Regions from separate parts of the Siniperca chuatsi genome. Here region 1 is linked to region 2. A link is a contact called in public Hi-C data. All regions are on one chromosome and are shown on one strand. The core of a region is the stretch at or near the end of the contact, and the rest is flanking DNA. Distances in the headings are between cores, read along the strand shown. Region 1 overlaps LOC122883167 (ankyrin repeat and SAM domain-containing protein 1A-like). Region 2 overlaps LOC122883167 (ankyrin repeat and SAM domain-containing protein 1A-like).

Region 1 (4,980 bases), core at 535-3,034, 34 kb before region 2:
AAGCAGCACTTGTATTTGTGGAACATGTTTTGCCACAGGACTCAAGAATATGTGAGTCAGTTTGACAGTTATTGTTAAAAGGCTTTTGTTGTGTTGAGTGAGAGAAATGTGAAACACTTCTTGAACCATAGAGGGCCATTCATTTCCTTTTTCCTCGCATATTGTCCTTAGTGACTCTCAAGTTATACACTCCTTTCCCCTTTTTAAAGCCACAAAAACCACAAGTCTGGTTTGTATGCGAGTACCACGTTGTAATTTTTCTTTTATTTTCTGTTTACACATCAGCAAGTTATGGTTCACACTTTTGTTGTTTACATAAACCCGGACAGCTGACTGAGCCTAAATGTTTAGTTCTGCTCATGTGAATATGGTTTTTATTGTGATTGAGGCGACCTGAGATCTGATTTGTTCCCCCTGTGTGGACAGTCAGGGTCCAGACCTCAGCACTCTGTGGCAGGTGGTGAGATATATGCACGGTCAGCGATACCACTGTTTTTATCATCTGTCACAAACACATTGCTGTTCTCAGCAGGAATATAGTGTTTCCCAACAGATATCCACCTCTGTGTCGTGTTTTATAGGGTTTCCAAGGGATATTTCTCATGAGTAGTAACATCCTATGACTCTTCACAGATAATAATAAACGTGGGGTTTCCAAAGTAGTTATGAAAAGCGGTAGTGAAGAAGGAAATCTAAAGAATTTGTTCTAAACATTTAAGTCTATCCTTATTTAACACTTTCTGCTCATTTAGTTTCACAGTCATCCGTTCCTTTCTTCATACTGGATGTGCAGCTATTACAGTTTCACTTCCCTCTCATGTCTAAAAGCACTCCATGGTTCATCCAAAGCTTTGAATGGTTGCTTCAGAATTGTACAGTTGTTTGTATTGCTGCTATGAACTGCAACGCCACCAATGGATGCAGAGAGGCTGAAGTTGGAAAGCACCTGTTTGGCAACAAAAGCAGCTACAACAACCTTCATATTACTCCAAATTGTCAGAACCATTGCTTTTACCAGATGTATCAGTTTAAGTATAGTAATAGTTTGCTTGTTTGTGAGTTGTTGTAATTATTAGTTTTACTCATGTACTTGGTGCCGTTTACATAATTTTACATGATGTTATGTCCTATCGTGTGTATACTGTTGAATATGATAACAGGGACTATTGTTTTTTATTGACCTGCACTGTCAGTAGAAGTATTTGTTTACTCGCTTTACTGTAAATGTCCAAATATCGATAAGATGGCCCTAGTTTATTGACTTTCTGCAGTGCATCACCCAGAGTTAAAAATGTCTTTTGAATCTACAATAAAAACAGAGCAGAGTTTCCATAGGCAGAGCATGAATTGACTTTGGACTTGACAGCCAGCACCGACACTGCTGCAATGTCTGCAAAACAAACATGACATCATTAGTAAGATATGAAGCTGTCGTTGCCAAATGAAATACACATCCCACCTCTGTGGTGACCTCAGCTGAAATAACATCAGATTGGGTCTGCACACACTTTCTACCGTAGAACTGTATGAGCAGGGGGTGCAGTGGTCTCTGCAAGGGTTAACACCATGTGAGATTGTTGGAATCATACTGATGTGCTCATTGGGCGTTCACACTCCCTAGCTGCCAAGGAGAGGGTGGGTGTTTGGCTGTGGTCCTGACATATGTGCGCAGTACACTCACTCACCCCTCATTACACACACAAACACCCACACACACTCTTCCTAGGTTTTCACACGTATTTAGTAACTTGTGAAATTGAAGTTCAGGGCGTTGTTTGGCACATTCCGACTCTGCAAATGGCCCCTGAAACGGTAATGGGACAGTTTTGTGAAGTCAGAGTGAGTATACTTCCTCCCCTCATGTTCTGTTGATCTGAGTCCTTCACAGCCAGCTCTTTTTGATGTTTTCAGCCTTTGAACAGCAGGTTGAGAGATAGCAGAGCTGAGCCAGCCACGAATGGTTAGCAGTCGGCTGAAACTCTTCTGTGAAGGGCAAACAAAGTGTTGCAACAGGTCGCTACTTTTCCTGTGGTGTCACTGCCCCAGATTCCCTGTCACCAAACACCCTGACCCTGTCACCCTGGCAGAGACAGTCCACACACACACACACACACACACACACCCTATACACACTCCTTCACCATGTGTCACACGGCTAATTATCAGGAGTCTGGCTGCTGGAGGATAGGGCGATTCAAATTTCCATTCCTGAGCCACCATTAGGGTCTCGAATTAGAAGCCAGAAAACACAGAGGGCTGCTGGTCACACAGCAGACAACACGCATCACTACAGTGCAAAGGGAGATGATTACAGAACCACACCGACTAGTGTTTTTTCTGAAGCCATTGCGTAGATGATAACGGGCACTGTCATCCCGTGGCTGATTTGATTGAAAAGAGGCTTAGGTGGCAGTAATTCCTCAGGGAGAGGGAGGAGGAAAATCCAATTGTTTTTAATTGCTCTTGCCATTCAGTCTCATTGAGGAGTTGTTTTCTTTGGAGAAGGCACCTGATGTAAGTTTCACTCCTCTTGGTGATATTTCAGAGTCTTCTTGTTCATTTTCTGTGGTATATTCAGGTGTGTTTGTTGTGTCCTGTGGTTGGCTGTAGTTAAGTTAAGTGAGTGTTTGCATGAAAGTTTAATCAGTAGCCTGGGGGAACTCTTAGTGTTGTGTCATTTTGGGGAAAATGGACCTAACAGACAAGTGGGCCTGTGAGATGAGGCTGGTCACAACGATGACTAGCTTCAAATCCCTGTTATAAAATACAGGCAGTCAGGCACCAGCGGATAGTCGTCAGACGGCTGCAAGCTGGGTTTGGAATTCTGTTATTTCTCCAGCCAACATACGCCTTCTTCTTGCTCCTTCTGTCCTCTCCTCCCTCTTTTTCTCTCCCTCACTCTCCATAGGAAACAATTACAGATCTGTTTCTGGGTTTGTGTGGGTGGTTTCTTATTTGCCCTGCTCTAAGGATCTGCCCCTCAGTTAGACGTCGGCTTTCCAGCCCTCAGAAATTACTCTCTTTCTTCACTGACTTTGCCCATTCCTTTTCTCTTTCTCTAGATAACTCCCAGCTCAGCCTGGATCAGGCAGCAGGTGTCCCGGAGCAGTTCACTGGCCTTCTGCACGGATCCTCCCCCGTCTTCGACTGCCGTGAGGAGCCCTTCAAGCTTCCAGGTGTTCAGCCGTCCAGCCAGAGCCAGCCAGAACCAAGAAAATCCGCAAAAGTAAAAGCGGAAGTAGCAGCAGCTGCACTGCCACCTAGCCGTCCCAGTATGGCTGCCATCCTGACAGACTGTGATCCAAAAGCAATTTATGCAACTGTGAACAAGGAGCCCAGGGACTCAGGGGCTGGGGCAATGTCTGCCATTAGGATGCGCCCTCCTGGGGATCTGAAGCTGGCACGCAGCCTCTCCAAGTCTGACTCTGACTTGCTCGTGTCGCCTCCTAGTGAGGAGGAAGGAGGTTTAGGAAACAGGAGCGAGTCTGTTTCTAACTGTAGCACTGGCAAGAAGAGGCTTGAGAAATCTCCCTCTTTCACCTCAGAATGGGACGAGGTAAGTCTTTGGTCTCACCCTCTTTTTGGAAATAAAGTGCTGTTTGGTGCTGTGAAAGGTTTTTAAAGGTTCAAATGCAACAGTTTCTTCAATCATTTAACTACACGATGTTTCATCAGAATATAGAAAAACTATTGGATCAAACTTTTCTAAAAAAAACTAAAACACTTGGCACCAGGTAGGAGCCTAACATACAAAATAAATGAGCCTGAGATACAATTCCAAAACATATGTAAAATTATAATGAAACAGAATTTTTTGTTTTCTAAAAACTTGTCATGAAAAGCCATAGGAAGCAAACCATTAATATTATCTGGAACGCATGCATTATGGAGCCCTGCTACAATAATACACAAATTCATGGACACAGATTGTTCCCACATGCAGTACAAATGTTAAATCACAGTCTACAACAGTAGATTTAAAGCATGAATCCAAAGTTGTATGAGAATATTGTCCAGGATTCTTCTTGTGCGCAATATGTCCTTTATTTTTTTACAGAGCCTCACTTGTTAGGCCTAAGTCAGCTTGTGCTTGTGCTGCAGCCACAAGATATTTGTCCACAACTACAGAATTGATTAAATGAAAACCCCAGTATCAACTGTAAACAACTCTGTTCTCGTTCTGTCAACTCAAAGCCACCTGTTGTCTTGAGGGAGATGCTGTGCAATTTGAGCTCTACCTTGTTTTGAACACAAACCTTCAGCAAACACATTGACTGTGATGTGTGTTTGTACATGTAAATAGTTAAAGTATTTAGATTAGTAGAGTTCATTTATTAAGAAAACGTATTGCATTATTCCGTATTGAAAATTTTACTTGGTTTTAAATTGGTATATTTTTATTTTCTCAATCCTGCCTTGTATTTGTTATTACAGTGGATATTCATTACTAAATATATCCCTCCATTCAGCACTTTAATGCTTTGTCTGGGACGGTGACAAAGAGCTGAGCCGAGCCACAGAGAGGAGAGATTAGAGGAGACAAGAAGATGGGGATAAAACGGTTGAGAAGCTGAGAGAGTAAGACAAGAGACAGAGATTTGGAAATTGAGATTCAGAGAGAACATACAAGCTGCAGATCTGTCTCACTTCAGCTCTTGTCCTCTCTTGCAACAGCTTGAGAAAGCAACCTGAGTCTCTGCAGAGACAACCCATCATACAAACACAACAAAACACACCACTGAACAAGTATAGGATTATTCTAAGTTTTTCTTATTTTGCTAGACTATGCTGCTTGAGATACACAAGAAGCATCACTTGCATCACATAGTTAGGTCAGCATAATTTTGGACATTTTTTCGTTAGTACTCTGCTGTTGAGAACATGCGTCTCTTTTACAACGAGAGATGATTTCCCCTTTTCATTTATGATGCCAGATAGAGCAAATCACGGGCTCAGATAGCACTGCGAATGCCTTCTCTC
Region 2 (4,675 bases), core at 1,345-3,844:
CCCTAAATACCCCATAATCCTCCATTTGTTTCTTTAACCCATTTTTTCTATGTGCCTTTATATTGCTGTTATTGTATGTTTTACTATTGTTTGTAGAAAATATAAATATAGATGAGCCACACTTCCCTACACTTAGCCACATGTGGACTGATGAATGCTTTGAATATTACTTTTGACTCAGGCGCCCCCTAGTGACAGTTTGGTAGTTACATAAGCCATGTTTACATTCACAGAGAAGCCCATTCAGTGCCTGTAGCGCTGCAATGACCTACAAGTACTGTGACTTTACTGAAGTTTTGTGTCAGTAGTAAGTAAAGGCACATGTATAAAAATCCACCTACTACTGAAAACTGAAAGCTCCAGAGCAAGCTATTAAACTTGCAAGCTTGGAACTTGTGATGAGATTGTCAATTGAGTTCACTTTTTATGAAGGGGAACATTTTTGGATGTGACTTTTATGACTTTTAAGAATAAGATGACACAGTTCAAATGACATTTTACATGGAGAAAAAAAGTTAATTAACAAAGTAAAACTTGATTACTCTCCTGCAACTGTCTCCACATATAATAAGTTAATGGGAAGCCAATATGATTTGGTGACACTTTACTTTATGTCCCCCTGTTAAGCAATTATAAGCAGTACATAAACGTGATTTTAAAAACACACCAAAGTAAAATACACAAGAAAAGGTTTTATAATATAAAGATATAGATATAAAGATAAGATATAGATTATAATAGTTAATATTATTTATATTGCTTTGCCGTGGTAGTGAAATTACTCCGTTCATTATTATTCGCAAACACAGACTTGGACTTACAAAGCTTTATGGGTCAATTTTGGGTAAATGTCAACACAAGACATTGCCGCCTGTTGGTGAGAAGATCTTCTCTTGATTAATGGCAATAGGGATGTATGCATTATCACAAAATGTGTATATAAGACTTCCAAATAAGACATTAAGTAGCATAAGGCCAACAGAAGGGTTCATCTGCATGTAAACAGTCACTGGACATGATTTTGAGGCTCCTTTCCCTCTGTGATTCAGCCCCAACCGTTACTGGCTGATTTTAAACGAGTTAATTGCTTAAGGTCCACTGCTGTTGAGAGGCCGAGAGTTTTATGCCCTCTGTTTGTGTTTACAGGGGGACATTGTGGAACAGGAGGGGGATTCTCAGTCCCAGGGCAGCGCCACGTGGCTCGTGGACCCCAAGGAATCCAAGCGCACTATCAGCACTAAGTACGAGACCACCATATTCTGAGTGGACCCCTCTTCCTTCTGACTTCTGGGCCTGGTCTCTTCCACCCCAATCCCCCCAACCCCCCAACCCCCCAACCCTACCCCCCTTTTCTTCCCCTCCTTCTGTGTGCCTTTCACTGTGATTCTGCCTCGCTCTCTCTGGGCTGGACCCCTGCCCTCCCCTGTCTCCCCTCAGCCATCACTTGTGTCCTCATTTAAAAACTACACAACCTGCGACAGTTAACCGAGTGCTTTGCTCCTCCCTTATGCTAAACCACGACCACTCCTACACTTTTTATTGATTATTAGTGCAATCCTTCCACTTTATCAACCCTCTTCTAGCTGGTATCACTCACACTCCCAGCCTGCCACTCACCTTCACTGTTTTTGCCTTCTCTGTTTAACTTATATGCTTCCTGAACTCTGTGTACAGTGCTTCCTTTTTTTCCCCGTCAACGTCCCACTATTGACTCTTGGTGATAAGCTCTTTTTTTCTTGGTGCTTTTCCTGCTCCATTAGGCAATGGCCACTCTGAGGCTTTTCACTCTGATCTTTCAACTCCTGACTTCTCCCGAGTGCTGAGAAAATCTGATTTACCGCAGCCAAGAGTGACCCACTGCACACATCCTGAAACCTGGATGGACATGTTTCCTGAGGAAACTGAGAAACTGGTTCTGTAATTCTATGCGTCAGTTGGACTGTTTCTGTTCAATGGGATTCAGAGGCCATGGTGTTAGAGGTTACGCAGGGGGATATTTTTCACTGTCAGTGGTCTGCTCAAAGCCAAAGAAGGCTAAGATCCTAGCACTGTGATAAGGTCCTTTTTGGAGCTAAAGAAGTAAGCATTTTGGGGGATTTTCTATGGGGGGAAAGGGGGATCAGAATAGGGCATACAGGCTAATATGGACCTGCATGTTAGTGGTCCTTGCTGCTCCAGAAAATAGACAGTCCAAACCTTCTGAAGACTGGCATGCTCTGTCTATCAATCAGAGCACCAGGATTTAAACCTGATGCTGCTTCTGGAGTGAACTAACTATAACTAAGCACTTTTACCAAATCCCCAAATGTGTAAGAATAAGTGCATCTTCCTCTGTCCTGTCTTTTTTCTTCTTTTCACAACAAAGGCCTTCTACTTTCATCCTGTCAGCATTGCCTTTTGTTTTGCCAATCACACCAGGTTAATATTTCACGGCTGCTGGTGAAACAAGTTAATCATTGTAAGAGGGAGTGGGGGGGGTAATCCGTCACCATCAAGCTGTTTGTGTCCATTAGTTCAATGTTATTTTTTTAAAACTTTATTTTAACCTCACTGCTTTGTGTGCGTGTGTCTGTGTCCCTTCCCTATAGCTGAACACTGTGGCCACTCCCAGCCAGTAAGAAAGGACAGGAATGAGTCCTGTTGCATGGTGGGTAGGATGTTTTGTTGGAAAAGTGATCCACTTCTTATGCAGCAGATCACACCACCAGTTTGGATCGTGCTCACCACAGTAACACACGGGGCCGGAGACAAACAGATGTAAAGCTTTCAACACTGCACAGTCCATCGTTCATCTGACCTCACCGACTTCAGCACTCCACATGCACACACACACCTCCATTTAGCTTCCTGTCTGTTGGAAAGTGATGGTTGTGCCAGTCAGATGTATTTGTTATGCTTTATGGATTTCCTGAGAAATGAATTGTTGCCTCCTAACACCTATCAGGCCTCCCTCATAGAGAGTTATTGTTTACTCTTTCAGGAAATGTACCTGCATTGCTTCCATGCAGAAATTGTGGTTAAAGGCGAAGTGGCTGAGATGAGGAACTTTATTTTATTTTTTTTTTGTTATGATACAAAGGTACATCAGACAGAGACCTCACACTATAGGTACACACTCCTTCCTGGATTATTCGTCCTGTATCCACACATTGTAGCTTCTCATCCACAATGTATAGCTGTGATAAACAATGTAATCTTGCATGGGAGGAACTCTAACCAAACTCAAAGGGCAGAGGAACTGACACTACAAAGGCTGTTCTATAATAATAATATAACGGGAGTGGCTTTTATTTGATTTGAAAGTGTTCTCTTTTTTTTTTTCTTCTTCTATGTTTTAATTGTAGGGCAAATATGTGTCCTAATGCTGGAACTGGATCAGGTGTGGTTCACTGCAGTTCTCTCTCTCCTTCCCTGCTCCTTTGTTCAGTTAATATAGGCAAGATTATACACCAAACCTGCCATGCAGGCTGGTACGTCTTTAGATTTTAGCTGCAGAACAGAACAATAGGACATAGCATGATTCTCCTAGCTAACTCCCAGTATGTTGACTGTTAATGGTACTTCTTGGTCAGCCGATGTGTATATGGGTACATAGTCAGGTCGTTTTGATTTAACCGTTGTATATGTGGTACGTTGTCAGGCCAGTACGATAACTCTATGGTACACTGTCTTCAGCTCGCTGGCGTCGGCACCTTCAGCCATCAGCCTGGTCCCGTTCTGCTTTTGCACATTGCTATGGATCAGGAGAGATATTTTGGGACTAATCTGATGACAACAATGATGAGAATGATATTGTACATGAATCTAGCGGTCTGTATTTTGATACTTGAATGATTTTTGCTTTTATAGATATCTATATATATGTATATGTATGTATGTACGTATGTTAATTTTTGACGTTTGTCAAAAGAGAGAAAAGGACTATGTCTTATAAAGTTAAACATATCGTGAATAAATACCCTGTGATTTTAAAAAAAATAAAAGGCTGAGAAAACAATGACTCAGAAGAGGGACCTCACTTCAGAAAAAAAGATTGTAAATAATCTTGGGCTTCCAGTCTTTTTTTATGATTATTTTTCATAATTGTACAACTAATAAATGGCGCAATTAGAAATGCTGTCCCTGTTGACTCTTTATTTGTCCATTCACTGATCTTTAATGTTACCAAGGAACTTTTTGCATTCTTTTCCCCCAACTTTCCCAACAGAGTTTTTTGTCAGATTTTGACAACCTGCAGTTCTGCCGCAGGTATCACAGCCCAAGGTAACACTGTGTATTTATGCCTTAAGAGTGTATCGATCAGAGGACAAACAAGGTCAGTGGATGTGCCACGATGAAATGTTTGGTCTCCACCCTACACATCCATTTCATAAACCTTTCTTTGCTGAAGGATGGATAGCAGCAGCTCAGAGCCAGTGCTGGTGTAATATAGTACATGAGATAAAAGCACAGAGGTCCAGATACACATGCTTCTGTCAGTCTAAACAACAAACTGCTGCAGTAGGAACAGACTGCAGTGACATTAGGAGTCCAAAAAGCATTTTATTAGGACAAACTTTTTAAAGTTCCTTGTCCACTTGACTCCATTTACCCTAATGTTGATCTGTGAAGACCTTTAATTCTGTTGTGACTTTACAAACTTCACAAGTCTGAAACTTTAGGTTAGAAAAACGCT

The links. A called contact is a pair of places that touch in the nucleus more often than the background predicts.
Region 1: a Hi-C map of liver shows a contact between it and region 2, with 1.9 times the contacts expected there. The contact joins two enhancer-like sites. A contact is called at or near these places in 2 of 3 Hi-C or Micro-C datasets (liver and skeletal muscle).

Annotation. Positions count from the first base shown.
Region 1 is chrLG10:23,143,810-23,148,789 of ASM2008510v1, reverse strand. It overlaps LOC122883167 (ankyrin repeat and SAM domain-containing protein 1A-like), which reads left to right. Exons shown (of 29, transcript XM_044211485.1): 14 at 3,063-3,556. Among protein-coding and RNA genes, the nearest start is that of LOC122883167, 31 kb to the left of the region's middle. Within about 2 kb of position 1,784, the one cell type or tissue checked has an H3K27ac peak away from gene starts, as active enhancers do. A contact at or near this core is called in liver, where this site is marked.
Region 2 is chrLG10:23,111,165-23,115,839 of ASM2008510v1, reverse strand. LOC122883167 (ankyrin repeat and SAM domain-containing protein 1A-like) reads left to right here. Exons shown (of 29, transcript XM_044211485.1): 28 at 1,147-1,241; 29 at 2,589-4,114. The coding sequence ends at 2,761. LOC122883171 (a long non-coding RNA gene) reads right to left here. Exons shown (of 2, transcript XR_006379573.1): 2 at 3,300-4,675. Among protein-coding and RNA genes, the nearest start is that of LOC122883170, 4.9 kb to the right of the region's middle. Within about 2 kb of position 2,594, the one cell type or tissue checked has an H3K27ac peak away from gene starts, as active enhancers do. A contact at or near this core is called in liver, where this site is marked.